Regions from separate parts of the Hordeum vulgare genome. Here regions 1 and 2 are each linked to region 3. Evidence: chromatin contacts called from public Hi-C data. All regions are on one chromosome and are shown on one strand. Each heading gives the region's core, a stretch centred on a gene start, on an enhancer-like site or on the middle of the called end of the contact. The rest is flanking DNA. Distances are from core to core; before and after follow the strand shown.

The links. A called contact is a pair of places that touch in the nucleus more often than the background predicts.
Region 1: a Hi-C map of seedling shows a contact between it and region 3, with 3 times the contacts expected there. The contact joins the promoter of LOC123396705 here to the promoter of LOC123396005 in region 3. A contact is called at or near these places in 1 of 6 Hi-C or Micro-C datasets (seedling) and 1 of 1 datasets of contacts at active chromatin or transcription factors (embryo).
Region 2: a Hi-C map of seedling shows a contact between it and region 3, with 5 times the contacts expected there. The contact joins the enhancer-like site here to the promoter of LOC123396005 in region 3. A contact is called at or near these places in 1 of 6 Hi-C or Micro-C datasets (seedling) and 1 of 1 datasets of contacts at active chromatin or transcription factors (embryo).

The regions. Positions count from the first base shown.
Region 1 is chr5H:422,156,672-422,160,961 of MorexV3_pseudomolecules_assembly, reverse strand. It overlaps LOC123396705 (vacuolar iron transporter 2), which reads right to left and starts at 2,705. Exons shown (of 4, transcript XM_045091559.1): 1 at 2,334-2,705; 2 at 921-1,006; 3 at 716-830; 4 at 1-617. The coding sequence starts at 2,569. The coding sequence ends at 317.
Region 2 is chr5H:422,265,294-422,270,227 of MorexV3_pseudomolecules_assembly, reverse strand. No RefSeq gene overlaps it. Among protein-coding and RNA genes, the nearest start is that of LOC123396705, 110 kb to the right of the region's middle. Within about 2 kb of position 3,222, at least 2 of the 3 cell types and tissues checked have open chromatin away from gene starts, as enhancers often do. A contact at or near this core is called in seedling, where this site is marked.
Region 3 is chr5H:422,838,036-422,842,759 of MorexV3_pseudomolecules_assembly, reverse strand. It overlaps LOC123396005 (alpha,alpha-trehalose-phosphate synthase [UDP-forming] 6-like), which reads right to left and starts at 3,070. Exons shown (of 3, transcript XM_045091031.1): 1 at 248-3,070; 2 at 1-109. The coding sequence starts at 2,277.

The DNA of each region.
Region 1 (4,290 bases), core at 1,456-3,955, 680 kb after region 3:
TAGGCAACTTGCCTTACAAATACTAGTAGTATACTTACCTAACACGACAGAAAAAAAAAATACACCAAAATACACTACTGACATAGTGTACATCATCGACCTCGAAACAAAACGGACAACAAAACGAACGGTGCACGTCAGTACACTTGGGCTACCAGTACACTTACCAGATCGAACACTAGAGTCTGCACGTAGAGCTACCACTCGACTATATGGCAACACTTCATCATACATACTGATACACAGGTGGGTATAGCTTGCTGTGCTTATTTTTCTTGGTACTTAGCCCGGGACGGACGGGGCGGCTCGAGCTCGATCAGACGGCCTGCACGGCCTTGGCCATGCCGTAGGCGGCGGAGGAGGCGAGCGCGCCGATGATGGCGGTCTGGATGGCGCTGAGGAACGGGCGGTTCCCGGTGAACCGGCCCTTGACGTAGCCGAAGAAGAGCAGCGCGGCCAGGGTGACGACGACGGAGGTCATCATGGCGCTGTCGACCGACGCCACGAACATGTAGGGGGAGAGCGGCACCATGCCGCCGACGACGTAGGCCAGCGCGATCGTCGCCGCGCTCGTCAGCGCGCGCCGCGGGTCCGGCTTCTCCAGCCCCAGCTCGAACCTGCGTTAAATTAATTAGAAAAAAGAAAAGGTGAGTGGGTTGGGTTTATTTTCTTTCAAGAATTTGAGTGGGTTGCTTGGGCTTGGCTGATGGATTACTTCATCATGAACTCGAGCCAGGCCTTTGGGTTGTTGCGGAGGGAGGTGACGACCGGCCCGTACTCCTCGGGGCCCAGCCCGTACTCGGAGAGTATGTCCGCGATCTCCGCGGCCTCTGCTCAGAGAAACACATCTTAGCCGTTAGATATTTATACTAGATCGATCGATAGAGAGTGTGACGTGAGAGAAAGAGAGTGTGTGCGACCTGTGTCGGGGACGGTGTCGATCTCGTCCTGCTCGCGCTGCAGCTCCCGGTAGTAGTGGTCGGCGTCGCTCTTAGCGGCGAGGTACCTGACAAGAGTGCGAGCGCACCATTAGCCGCAGGGGAGCCGTAGGCTTTTACTGCACTAATTCCGTTTGGTTCGGCCCAGCAGAAGTTGGCCCGATTTGGGCTGGGCTAAATATATACATCACTTCGGTCCGTTAAAGTAATTAGTGCTTGCGATTTTCTCAAAAAAAGTAGTGCTTGTAATTGTGAAACAAGTAGAAACTATAAACTACTATGTGAAGTAACGAATATTTTGTTACAGTACTTTACCATTCGTTTCGAGAATATTCCATACACACATCAACGAAAATTTGACAGTTCTCATATCTTAATTCATGCGAGTGAAAGTAATCTGTATTTCTAATGTACTCCGGTCAAATTCCTTTGCACGTGTGTGTGCACGTGCACTTAGTGTGGATGAACAGTACTGTATATTTTGGGGTCACTCGCAGTCTCGCACATAAACAGTACTCGCTGTTAAGATGGTGGATCCGTGATCATTACAAAAATCCTATGAAAGTGATTTTGTCCAGACTCTGAACAATAAATGATCCAACTTAACAATGCAGCAAAGTATTACTCCCTCTGGGTTTAAAGGGCCTCCTGACGACGAAGCCCGGCCCGAAATTATAAGGCCGCACACACTAAACTTGTTCCAATCGCAATATGTTTTTGTTTCCTATTCTCATGTCGTGCCTTGTGAACCGTGTGTGCAGTTACGAGCTGTGAATGCAAGCCAGTGCATGCTAACTTTTGCCAGCGCCTTGTTTCTTGGATCAGCTGTTTATGGCGTTTCCATACACGTCTAAACTGTTGCGCCTCATTAATTTAGCATCTACTTTAATGGAGGGAGTAGAACAGAGTAGTACTGTTATAGTAAAAAAATTAGCCGATACTCATGAGGAAACATCTGTGTGCGCCCTGCATCTCTTGCTGTCCAAATCTCTGTATTTCTGACATTCTTTTTTGTTAGTATTCCCTATGTACCTATATAATTATAGTTGGTAAGAACTATAGTCTAGTTTTTTCAAACTACAATTATTTAAATATAGGAGTACAAGTTATTAAGAGTTAAGCTACTTTCCATTCTTGGCATCAAGAACAGCAAGCTACTCTCACTAATCTCCGTTTGAGAAATAGAATTACTCTTGCCAGTTAATTAAGCATTTGCATAAGCAGCAGGGAGGCGTAAACAAATCTGGAACCAGCAAATTAAGCATCCAGATCCAGCAAAGCCAGCAGCATGCATGCTGCATGCCAGCAAAGCAATAACTGCTGGGGTAACAAACGACATTAATTAGAGGAAACAAATACCCAGAAAATCAAGGAGGATTTGATCTCTTTCCTTACCCTCCGAGCCCCATGGAGATGGCGCCGGCGGCGACCTCGGCGAGCCCGGCGGTGAGCACGAGCGACGAAGACGCGTTGGCGCCGGACAGGCCGGCGGCGAGGGCGAAGGGCACGGTGAGGCCGTCGGAGACGCCGATGATGATGTCCCGGACCACCTCGCCGGAGGTGAAGTGCTTCTCCTTGTGGTCGTCGAGGAGCAGCCTCTGGTTCTCCTCGTCTTGCACAGGCTTCACCATCTTGCCGGTCGGCGTGGGAGTGAGCTTGCGAGCGAGGCGGTGCGCTCAGCTACAATTTCCTGCGCTTAGTTGAGCTAGCTCGTGATCTGCCTTGACAGGGGAGGTTTTGGGTGTAGGCGAAGTGGACAGAGGTGAGAGGGGGGATTTATAGGGGTTAGCGGCCGGGTGAAATGTCCTGTTTGGACATGGGAAGTCGGGGCAATCTAGGGATTTGGGCACGCGACGTGCTGTGCTGCTGTGTGAGGCTCTGTTTCTTTAAAAAGTCCTAGAACTTTTTTTAGTCTCAACTAAAAGTCTCTAATCCTTATCTGTTTTTTTCCAAGGATTAAACATGGACTAGAGGTCATTAAATGACATGCAAAAAGACCATGTTACCCCTAGTAATATATTAGAAGTTATTAAATGACATGCTAAAAGTAGGGGCATTGTTGGGAAAAGAGCCAAAAAAGTTTCAAAAAGTCCCTTCCATAGGGACTTCTTCCTTTAGTCCCAAATACCCTTTTTAGTCCCTACATCAAAAAGTCCCTGGAAAGAAACACCCCCTCAATGTGTGATGAGCATGTGCGATTCTGTTTTTATTCATCCGTAGTTCGCTTTATCATACTCCATTCATTCAAAATTAATTGTCATATAAATATATAAAAATAAATGTATCTAGAACTAAAACATTTCTAGATACATCCGTCGCTTTATCATATTTCCTGAGACTTTTTTTGTAGCACCAATAAAACAACGGATCCATCACATGCCAAGTTTGCAGGATCTCAAACATAGCACACGTGGATCGTCATTGCACGCTGAATTTTAGGGCATCTTTTGATTCCTAGGATTTGTAAAATGGAGGAATAGCAAAGCATGTGATTCCACTCCCGCGTAAGTTTCCGTTAGCGACCGGAAGCGCTCTCGTCGTCGGTGACGAATCTTGAAAGAAAATTATGGAAAGGGGGTCCAATGTTAATTGTGTGAAGAAAAAGGTACTAACTCTTAGTTTTATAGTTTAAATAATGTTATTTTTTTATACGAGGCTGAGAAGAATACTACTCCTTCCGTTTCAGTTTATAAATCCGGCACGTGTATCTAGGTCGTCAATTTGACCAACTTAATGAGAGGCATATATTACAAAAAAATATACCATTAGAAACTTTAGATGTTCTATTTTCGAATGATATAATTTTTATGTTAAACAATATATTTAATATAAATTAAATTGACGACCTAGGTACACGTGCATGCCTTATAAACTGTGACGGAGGGAGTAGTATATTTTTAAGTTTTTGGAGGGGGGGAGGGGGCTCAAGCTTGCCTTAGATCCGTCACTGCTAACCGCAGTCGTTGTCAGTTCCCTCTCCCTCCCTCCTCCTATGCCGTCACTAGAGGGCGCGGTCGGGCAAAGCCTGGCCGGTGGTGGGATGTTTCACCCCCTCACGTGAGGGTGCTGGTACATGTCGTCGTTGGGACGGGACATCGCGCTAGCGAGGGATGTGGTGGTGCGGCGGCACGGTAGGTGTCATGATGCCCAGGCATGCCTGTGGTGGTGGTGTTGACGGAGATGGATTAGGCTCCGTCGTGATATGGCTTATGGTGTTAGCACGCGACACAGGCTGTGAGGGGTCGACGACCACTGTTGCATCGCCATGCATTGGTCGTTGGCGGCGCCGGTGGCTTGACAGGGTGACGGGGAGCGCATGTGGTGGTTGGAGCGATGCTTTGGGCTTCGCCTA
Region 2 (4,934 bases), core at 1,973-4,472, 570 kb after region 3:
CCAGAAACTTCTGGAGGAGTTCGGAAGTCCAGCAAGGTTTCTACCATGTCCCAAGGGTTTGCATGCACTGAGGGGATGCATCGTGTCCTTATTGGTCCAAGCACACAAGTCCCTCAAGGCCCATGCAGTTGGGAAAGGTGGAAAGTCCACCTTTGTATCGAAGGGAAGGAGGGGGACTAGGATTCCACCTCCTACCCCCTTGGTTGTGCCCTAGGGCTTGGAGGGGCTATTCCCCACGCCCCTCCAACTATATAGAGAGGGTAGGTGGCGCCCCAAGAGCACACACGGAGCCCTTGGCGCCCCTCTCCCTTCCTATATTGGTTTCTCCCCCATTCACGGTTTCGGTAGCGCTAGGCGTAGCCCTGCCGGGATAGCAGCAGCACCACCACCAAGATGTCGTGTTGTCAGAGAACTCATCTATTACTCCGCCCTCAATCGCTGGATCGAGGAAGCGGGGACGTCATTGAATTGTACGTGTGCTAAAAGGGAGGTGTTGTCCGTTCGGCGCTCGATTGGGAGTTCGTGGGACGGATAGTGATTAGATCACGAAGACGTACTGTCGTGGTTTTGTCACGGCATATGTCCTAGTGAAAGGACTTAATGATGGAGCCATCGCACCTTGGTGGCGACTCAAAGGGGTTGAACGGGAGCGGGACTCAGATTTACCCAGGTTCGGCCCCTCATGAGGAGGTAAAAGCCTACGTCCTGCTTTGTGTCGTATTGATGATGTTTCGATTACAAGGAGGGCGTAACTCGCCTGACCTAGCTCTCGATGATTTCTAACTCGTCCTCTCCTCTCCAGGGACTCGCCTTTATATATAGGTCGAGGCCTTAGGGTTTACAAGAGTCCTTGCCATAACACAAGTCATGATTCTTTCTATCTCTAAATCGTCGTGCTTTCTAAGACTGTAGAACTCCCCGATAATTGATCCTCCACGTGGATCTTGAACCGTCATCCAGCTCCTGGGCCTACCGGGCCAAAGCTTGAATCGCCAAAGGATGAGTCGCCCACTTGGTGACCCGGCCCAACTAGGGTGGGTCACGCCGCAGATAATATCCCCAACATGTACCACTACATCAACCGCGTTCTTTAATGCTTCCGATTAGCGATCTATAAGGGTATGTATATACAATCTCTCCTCTCGTAGATGTGCATATCCTAGGCTGATCTTGGTGAGCGTAGGAATTTTTTTGTTTCCCATGCAACGTTCCCCAACACGCATCCCACCTCTCTTCGTTAACAACTATCGGTTAGCCTATGTTGATACCAAGTTTTTATTTGTCCACATGATATATGCTATTCTTGGTGTCTATCTTTTGTTTTCTTTTCTATTTTAAATAAATCTCAGATATGGAAATATTTATTGAGAGAGAGTGCTCACATAGATACTTTATTGTTTAACTACTCATTAATCTTCACTTATATATTTTGAGGGTAGTTTGATGTTTACTCTTGTGATTCACTTATATCCTAAGAGTAAATTGTGAATGAATGAAATATCGTAAATATGAAATTATCAATGTGATTTATGCTTAGTAGTAGTTTCACATTTTGTTTATAAAGTAAAATTTATTGAAGCTTGACAGTCACAATATTGGTCTTATAAGCAATCGATGAATGATTAGTATAAGAAAGCAAACTTTCACATACAAACATATTATCTTGGACATCTTCTATGATTGTGAATACCAATTAATTATTTTCAACCTTGATCAAATTGTTGAAATTGGACAAGGAAGACAACATAATGGTTATGTTTGGGTATATTTTGATAGAAGTTATATTGTTATGGATCCTCCAACATGTGCTGCTTGTTTAGAACCTTTTGCTAGCCAAAACTTCATACTAAGTAGAGATACTACTTGTCCATCCAAATCCTCGAGCCAAGTTTATTCCATGAGAGTCCATCATACCTACCTATATATGGTATTTCACTACCATTCCAAGTAAATTTGCATGTGCCACCTCCAAAACCTTCAAATAAACATCCGTGTTGGGTGCTCGTACCGCTCATGGAGCGATCGAGTCGGTCAGTATCTTCCATGCTAACGGGTTATTCTCATGATGAGTGTTTATTCACTTGTAATTGCATAATAGAAGATGTTAAAAAGGATGCACACTCGTGCATAATAAAAACATAAAGTAAGCAAGAACTCCCCCTAGAAAGTTGATAATTTTGAGGGCACCCGTGGATACGGCTAGCCATGGAAAGTGTTTGAATGGTTGAGGTGGAATAAAATTTAATTTTTGTATGGGAACCACCAATAATGAGATTTGCATGGAATATATTGAAATCCCTTGTCGTAACATTGAGAGGAAAGGCACACAACCCAAAATATATGCATCTCTGTTTTAAACAATGAGCTCTGGGAAGGGACAACCCATTTACTTTGCGAATCTCTACTCCCCTTTGCGAAGGGACAATCCATTTACTTTTATGTTATTTACTTTCATGTTGTTTATTTTTCATGTTCAGTCAACTTCTTATTCCAACCTTAATTTGTGAGTTGGCAAACCCATGTGGTGGGGAAAGATCGAGGCATATATATATAGTCTAATATATTTGATCATGATTCATTATTGTTGAGAGTTATCAATGATAATTGCGTTGGGAGACGAAACATTAATCCCCTCTCTTTCTATGGGTTTGATCGATGTTGTTTGTTCTTAAAATATGCTTTGAGTATTAGCAATCATAGAAAACAATATGATAATTGAGTATGTGAAGCTCTTACTTAAATTTTATTGATGATAAGATACATTGAAATTGTTTGATGACTATGAACATACTACCGATGGAGAGGGCAGAACGTTAAAACGTCAGGACTTGGAGCGGTGCAGGGGGTTAACCAACAAAACTCTTCATCAGAATTCAGAAAGGCGATATGCATATCCATCATTGGCCAAGATTTGGACATCATTCAGAGGACACCCACAGGCCCTTGCTTCTCTCTCTTTCCGACAAATAATTGCTCCTCACTGTGACAACAGGAGCACACGATCCGGGCGGCCACATCGGAAGTTAGGTTTGATTTGTGGAGAAAGTAATTCCAACTAGGCCGGCCAGTGTGGTCTCCTCATCTACTACTACTGTTCTTGTTGACAAGAAGGGCCAGGAGAGTGTTCCACCGGGGGCCGCAGGCGGAACAATGCAGATCCACTGAACCTGACCCCGATTCCGCCACGCATAAAACGAGCCAGGCGAGGGAGGCGAGTGTGATCCAGGATTAGCCACATGCGCTCGCGGGTGGATTGGTTGGCGTAGGCTTGGTAGACTCTGCTACCTTTAGGCCTAGTTTGGTTAAGGGGGATTGGGAAGATTTTGAGAAAAAAATCTCCGAGAGGGTCAGAAACCCTACAGATCCTCGGGCGTCCATTTGGTAGGAGGGGTTTGCTTAGCCCAATCCCCTCCGTTTTCCTTCAATCTCTTTTTATCCATGTATTTCAAAATCCTCCTTGAGGGACTAGTGGAAGCAAAGTCACGGGGATTTGAGAGGATTGAGTGGAACAAAGGAATTCACCCAATCCCGTGAAATCCCTTCTTCTCAAAACCTCCTCAATCCCCTTTAACCAAACGAAGCCTTACGGGGCCTTGCTTCCAAAACCATATATGCATCCAGGCCACGCATGATTGCTCACTTGCCGGAATGAGGCAGACAGTAGGGGCAGGTTCAGTCCTTCTAGAAAGGAAAATGCGCATCTCTTTGGCATGGCTAAAGTGGGTCGATCATAGCAATTCTGTGCAAAGACACTCTTTCTGTCGCTTGGATCCCCGTGCTTCAACGGCTAAGTACAGCAAAGTTGCGAGAAAAACCGTGGGAAGCCTTGTCAGCCGTAAAATCTGAACCAAGGAAGTCTTTGGTGTCATTAATTTCTATGGGAACCGGATTGGCAAACCCCATACAGAATCTGGATTCCATTTCTGTTCCGTGGATCCTCTTAGATTCAGTGATTGAGACATAGTAGCATTCAAGCTCTGACGAAATTGTCCGTTGGCAACTGCAGGCCTAATACCAAGTCTGACAAGGATTAAATCGTAGCGGCCTGTGATCCAGCGGAAGACGCCAACGTGCGCATCCATATGTAGCTGCTTATCTATTGCATGAACAATACGTGGATGGCCGGCCATAGCTTTCCTAACCATCATTCTGACAACCCACCTGGCGAAAGGAGCCCCTGCTTAACACCTCCCTGAAAGATACCGGACCAAATCATCAGCAGCAGGTCGCCAATGCAGCAGCAATCCGTCACGATCAAAATAAACCAGTTGATGCGAGAAAATTAGCTCATATCAGATTAACAGAGATTTTAGCTCTTAAAATGAACCAAGGCATCTCGAACCTTACCTGTCGCTTATGCTCGTACGTAGATACTACTGCAGTATAAAGATGGTAGCGCCACCCTTTCCGATTACTAAGCAAAGCAAAGCAAAGCAGCATATCGTTTTGCATAAACCGTTGGCGCGACCAAGCACACCGAATCTAGCATGAATATACCAATTATTAGTGGTGTCCACCATGAATCGGAATCTATCCGGCAACTTGGAGGCCTGAATGCTCTCTATCCAAGTATCCATCCGACGCTCAGTCTGATGTATACATGTTTTCAGCTAATGGGTTCATCTGATGGATGGATGCATGTCACAAGAAAAGGCTAGGGACGATTCACCATCCAGTATACGCATGCGCTTGGCCTTCCTTGCTTTATCACACTTGTTGCACACTTCAGACTCACATTCTTTTTGCGTCAACTTTTACTTAATTCTCTCTTGCCCTACTTAGCCTAGCTACCACTTCTGTCCGGAATCTCTTGCGGGGGAAACAAGAAAAAGGCGATTGGTTGAATTGGAGAACGCTTCTGATTGGGCTTGGGATCATTGATGGGCAAGAAAGTGTTGATCGTGAGCGCAATATCTATGCATTCCATTAGCCGG
Region 3 (4,724 bases), core at 1,821-4,320:
TGACCCGTCCGTTGTCTCGGTGTAGGTTTTCATCACAGGCTCCGCGATCTGCTTCCAGCTGCAGTCTGTTGCAATGCCGCATGTCTCCCATTCTGCATCTCTTTTCAGCCTACACAGCAAAATGATTATGTTAATTGGCATGTACAAACACAGGTTAAATGTGCAGTACAAAGTCACAGTAGCGATAGTAGTTTCGTTTCAACACTGGAAGTACTTGAGAATTTTCAGGATACACGCTTGGAATTACCTGAGGAAGTAGCCATGCTCAGCAGCAAGGCCTAGGTCCTCGCATGGTGAGAACCATTCACTTAAGGTCGCCCGGGTCTTTGTGCTTGCGATTAAGACCATGTTCTTCTCATCGCGACAAAGGCTGTTCAACATGTCTATCGTTTTGGAGCCCGGATTCTTACCGAACGATGTCTGAGGCATCAGCGTACCATCATAGTCCAAGAGAATGGCACGCGTGGTTGCCTTCCGGTAGGCTGAGACAAGCTGCTCAGCCGCGAGCTTCTTGAAGCTCGTATCAAGGGCCACAACCCTGAACCTTAGCCCAAATCCTATGCCCCAACAGCGCCTCTTGTTATGGTCTTGGCAACTCCTCAACAGATCCTGCAGGAAGCTGTTTGCCCAGTATCCGACATCATGTGTGCTCACAAATTTGTGATGCTTCTCGTGCCTCAGCACCTTCTCACAGTCAGATATGGACAAGGCCTTCTCCATTGCCTCAGTCACTGAATCAATGTTCCAAGGGTTCACCCGAATCGCGCCACTCAGGGAGGGTGAGCAGCCAATGAACTCCGACACGACAAGCATGCTTTTCTTCTTTGTGGAAGGGCTGAGACCCAGGATCCTGTCAATCTTGTCATTCCCTTGCCTAGCAATGATGTACTCATAGGGTATAAGATTCATGCCATCCCTCACTGCGGTCACCAAACAGCACTCAGCGACAACATAGTATGCCATTCTCTCATAGAAGTGCAGTGGCCTGTCGATCAGTATAACTGGCTGGTAATCTGGCTGCCCAAATGCCTCATTGATGCGCCTCACCATCGCATAGCTCTCATCCTGTACATCCTTCACATCCTTTCCCCGCCCCCTCGCCGGATTGGCAATCTGCACCAGCACCAGCTTCCCTCGCCACTCTGGATGCTGCACCAACAGCTGCTCAAATGCCAAAAGCTTCAGACTGATACCTTTGAAGATGTCCATGTCGTCCACGCCAAGCATCAAGATGCGGCCCCGACCACAGAACTGCTTCATAAGCTCGGCGACCTTGAGCCCAGTCTCCGGGAGGTTGAGCACCGACTGCAGCTGCACTAAATGTATCCCCACAGGCAGTATCTTGATGGTGACAGTTCGTCCGTAATAGTCCAGTGCAATGTATCCCCTCTGCGACTCGTACTTGAGCCCAAGCATCCTGCTGCAGCATGATAGGAAATGTCTGGCATAATCAAATGTGTGGAACCCAATCAGATCGGCATTCAGCAGCGCCCGGAGCAGCTCCTCGCGGACCGGCAGAGTCTTGTAGATCTCCGATGATGGGAAGGGGCTGTGCAGGAAGAAGCCCAGCCTGACCCGGTTGAAGCGCTTGCGCAGGAAGGTGGGCAGGACCATGAGATGGTAGTCGTGCACCCACACGAAGTCCTCCTCGGGGTTGATCACCTCCAGGATCTTGTCGGCGAAGATCTTGTTGACGGACACGTAGGCCTGCCACAGCGTGCGGTCAAAGCGGCCGCCGAGCTCGGGCGACAGTGGCAGCATGTAATGGAACAGTGGCCACAGCTGCTGCTTGCAGAAGCCGTGGTAGAAGCGGGAGCGGAGGTCGGCGGCCAGGAACGCGGGCACGCAGCGGAAGCGATCGTAGAGCTCGGCCGCGACCTTCTCCTGCTCCTCCGCCGGGATGTCGTCGCGCAGGCTGCCGATGTAGACGAAGTCCATGTCGACGCGGCCCTGGTGCCCGCGCATGCTCTCCTTGAGCTGCCGCAGGAGGCTGTCCTCGTCCCACGAGAACTCCCAGGCGCCGTCGGCGCCGCGGGTGGCGCGGATGGGAAGTTGATTGGCCACGATGATGGTGCGCTCCCGCGGCGCCTGGTTTGGCTGGTCGGAGGCCACCGAGGCGGTGCCAGCGTCGTCGTCGAAGCAGTGGAGGCCGGGCACAATGCCAGACGCCGTCACCACCCGCGGCACCCGTCGCTGCCCGAGCGACGGCAGCGTCGGCTGGTCGCGGTCACCGCCGGCGGCGAGCTCCATGAGGTTGGAGTAGGATCTCGAGGCCATCCCGTCCGCCACCAAACCACCAAGATCCTCTCCCAGATGCGATCCTCCTCACCACCCTCCACCAGCAAACTCACAGCCCCTCAGCAGCAACAAGTTCGAACCCAAGGTTGCAGACAATTGCAGAGCGACCGAACAAGCAGATAGCAAGAATGGGCAAGCGGGCAGGGAGGAAAAGGATCTGCGACCGGGAGTCCAAGGAGGAAGGGAAGAAATCCCGGCGAGATTTAGCGACGCGAGGAATGGAATCGGCGCAAAGGAAGTCGCCAGAAACGCAGAAACAAATTCCCCCTTTCCGGAAAGGAGCGGCACCTTTCGGTCAAAGGGAACACGGCGGCAGCGACGCCATCCTCAGGTGCTCCTCCTCCCGCTACGTCGACGGATCGCCGCCACCGGACAACAGAAAACGCCGCCGCCGACCATCCCCTGGACCAGCATTAAGAAGCAGCAAGAAAGAGAGTGGTGGAAACTCCGGATTGCCAAAGACGAACGCGGGGGCGGGCGGAGAGAGTATAGAGGCGGTGGCAGGAGGCGGGATTGATCCTCGGGCGGCGTGCGGCGGTGGCTCTTGAGGATCGGAAGGGCCGGGGTGCTCCGGGATGGGGGATCTACGACGACGACGACTATAATTAACGGAATGGAGGCCCGGCGAGCCGCGGCTTTTATGTTCTTTCTTTTTTCTCTCTCTCTAGAGTCTGGAGTGGATAGAGTAGTAGTGTTATTTTTCTCGCCCTTGCTCGACCAGAGCTGGCGAGCGAGGGTCTGATGAACTTTGCGATGCCTCTGTTCCTCGGCCCGTACACGGATTAAATATAATCGGGCTTTTCGCGTTAAGCACCCTGGATAAACACGGGCCTCTCGTTCCCGGGCGCCGTCCCGCGCCGCGCCGCACGCCGTCCACCTAACAGGCGCCAAAGAATTCAAGATAAACCATCAGCGCTGTTTGTTTTGGATAATCGGCTTTTGCTGGCGCGAGGGATGGATCAGCGTTATCCATCATCCTGTCAAAAGGACGCCCCGGCTTTCTTACGGGACAAGAGATCGGTCACCGGTTCACCACGGCAGGTTTCCTTGCGTGCATGTCGTGGGGGCATAAACTCTTGGCTTTGTGGTTCTCAATTCGGACTTTTATTACCCCCCGGTTGTCTGTGCTTTTTTTTATGGGCCCGTAATGTTGTTATTTTTGAGTGAGGAGTTATTTTCTGTGGGATGGTGACTTCCTGGCCACCGACCGAGAATCGGCGGCTTGGGCTACTGTCAGAGAGATAGATAATGACGTGGTTGCATGCGTTACTGCACCCTCATCCTTTGATCGCGCCGCGGGCGGCCGCAATCCAACAAAAAGAGCCTCCATCCTGAGGATACGAGAAAACGTCTTCGTGCCCGTCTAGTCTCCGAATTACCTGTGAACCCAGGGGGCTAGGTGGAAGAAGCGTGGCGCAGTCCCCCGTGGGCTGCAGCAGCAGCAGCAGCAGCACGCGCGCGATCTTATCCGTGGGAGCGCGGTGGCCGCTGTGGGGCCCTCGCGGTGCCTGACCGCTGTGGCCGGGCGCCGCGGCCGGTCGATGGGCATCGGACGGTGCGGGTGCGGGGGCGGGGGAGCGGGACGCGCAGAGGATCCGCCGGGCTTCCCTAGGAGATATGTATATCCGTTTCCATCCGCACTGGATGAGATCGGTGGGAGGCTGTGGGGCCCGCGGGGGAGGGAGGGGCGGGAGCGGCCTCCCGCGCACGTGCCGGCCCATACGTGTCGGACGCTCAGGGCGCCTCGGCGCGTGCGGCGGCCCGGCTGTCGTTCCGACAGGAGGGATACACGGGCAAAGCGTTCACACCCGAGACCCGGAGTCTTGCCTTAAAAAAAAAAAAAAACGAGACCCGGAGTCCACCCGAGGAAGGAACGGTAGACTTCCGAAACTGAACGGTCAGTTGCAAGTAACGGCGCCGGTCGACAGGCGCGGGTTTAGGCCGGTCGCCTGCCGGACCCTGCGATCTGGATATGAATAACCGTCCGATTGCGAAAGAAAAGCAGAAAAAGAATCCGCGGAAAAAAAAGCAAAAAGGTAAGAAAAAAAGTCAACTCTTACCCGTGCCTGTGGTTTCTCCCTCATGGAGCGGATGTTGTCATCGCTCGTAGATCCGTCGCGGCGTCATGACAGCGTCGTGCTCGGGGCACACCACACCTCGGCCGCTCGCGCGCGGCAAGATTGTCCGACGGTTGCCGCTTCTGCTCTCACTAGTCGAAGCTTTTTCGATCGTCAATTGCAACTTTCTTCCTCCTTCGGACGCCACGGTTGTTCCATCACGGCATGATGCCGGACACAACACCGTTGCCGGCACCACGGTCCACCGGTTGCATCAGTCGTTGGGGTCTGATTGCGGCTTCCCGTCGCAGACACTAGCGCTCTCCGTTTGCGCATCGTGCTCTTGTCATGGAGAGCAGTAGCGGATGC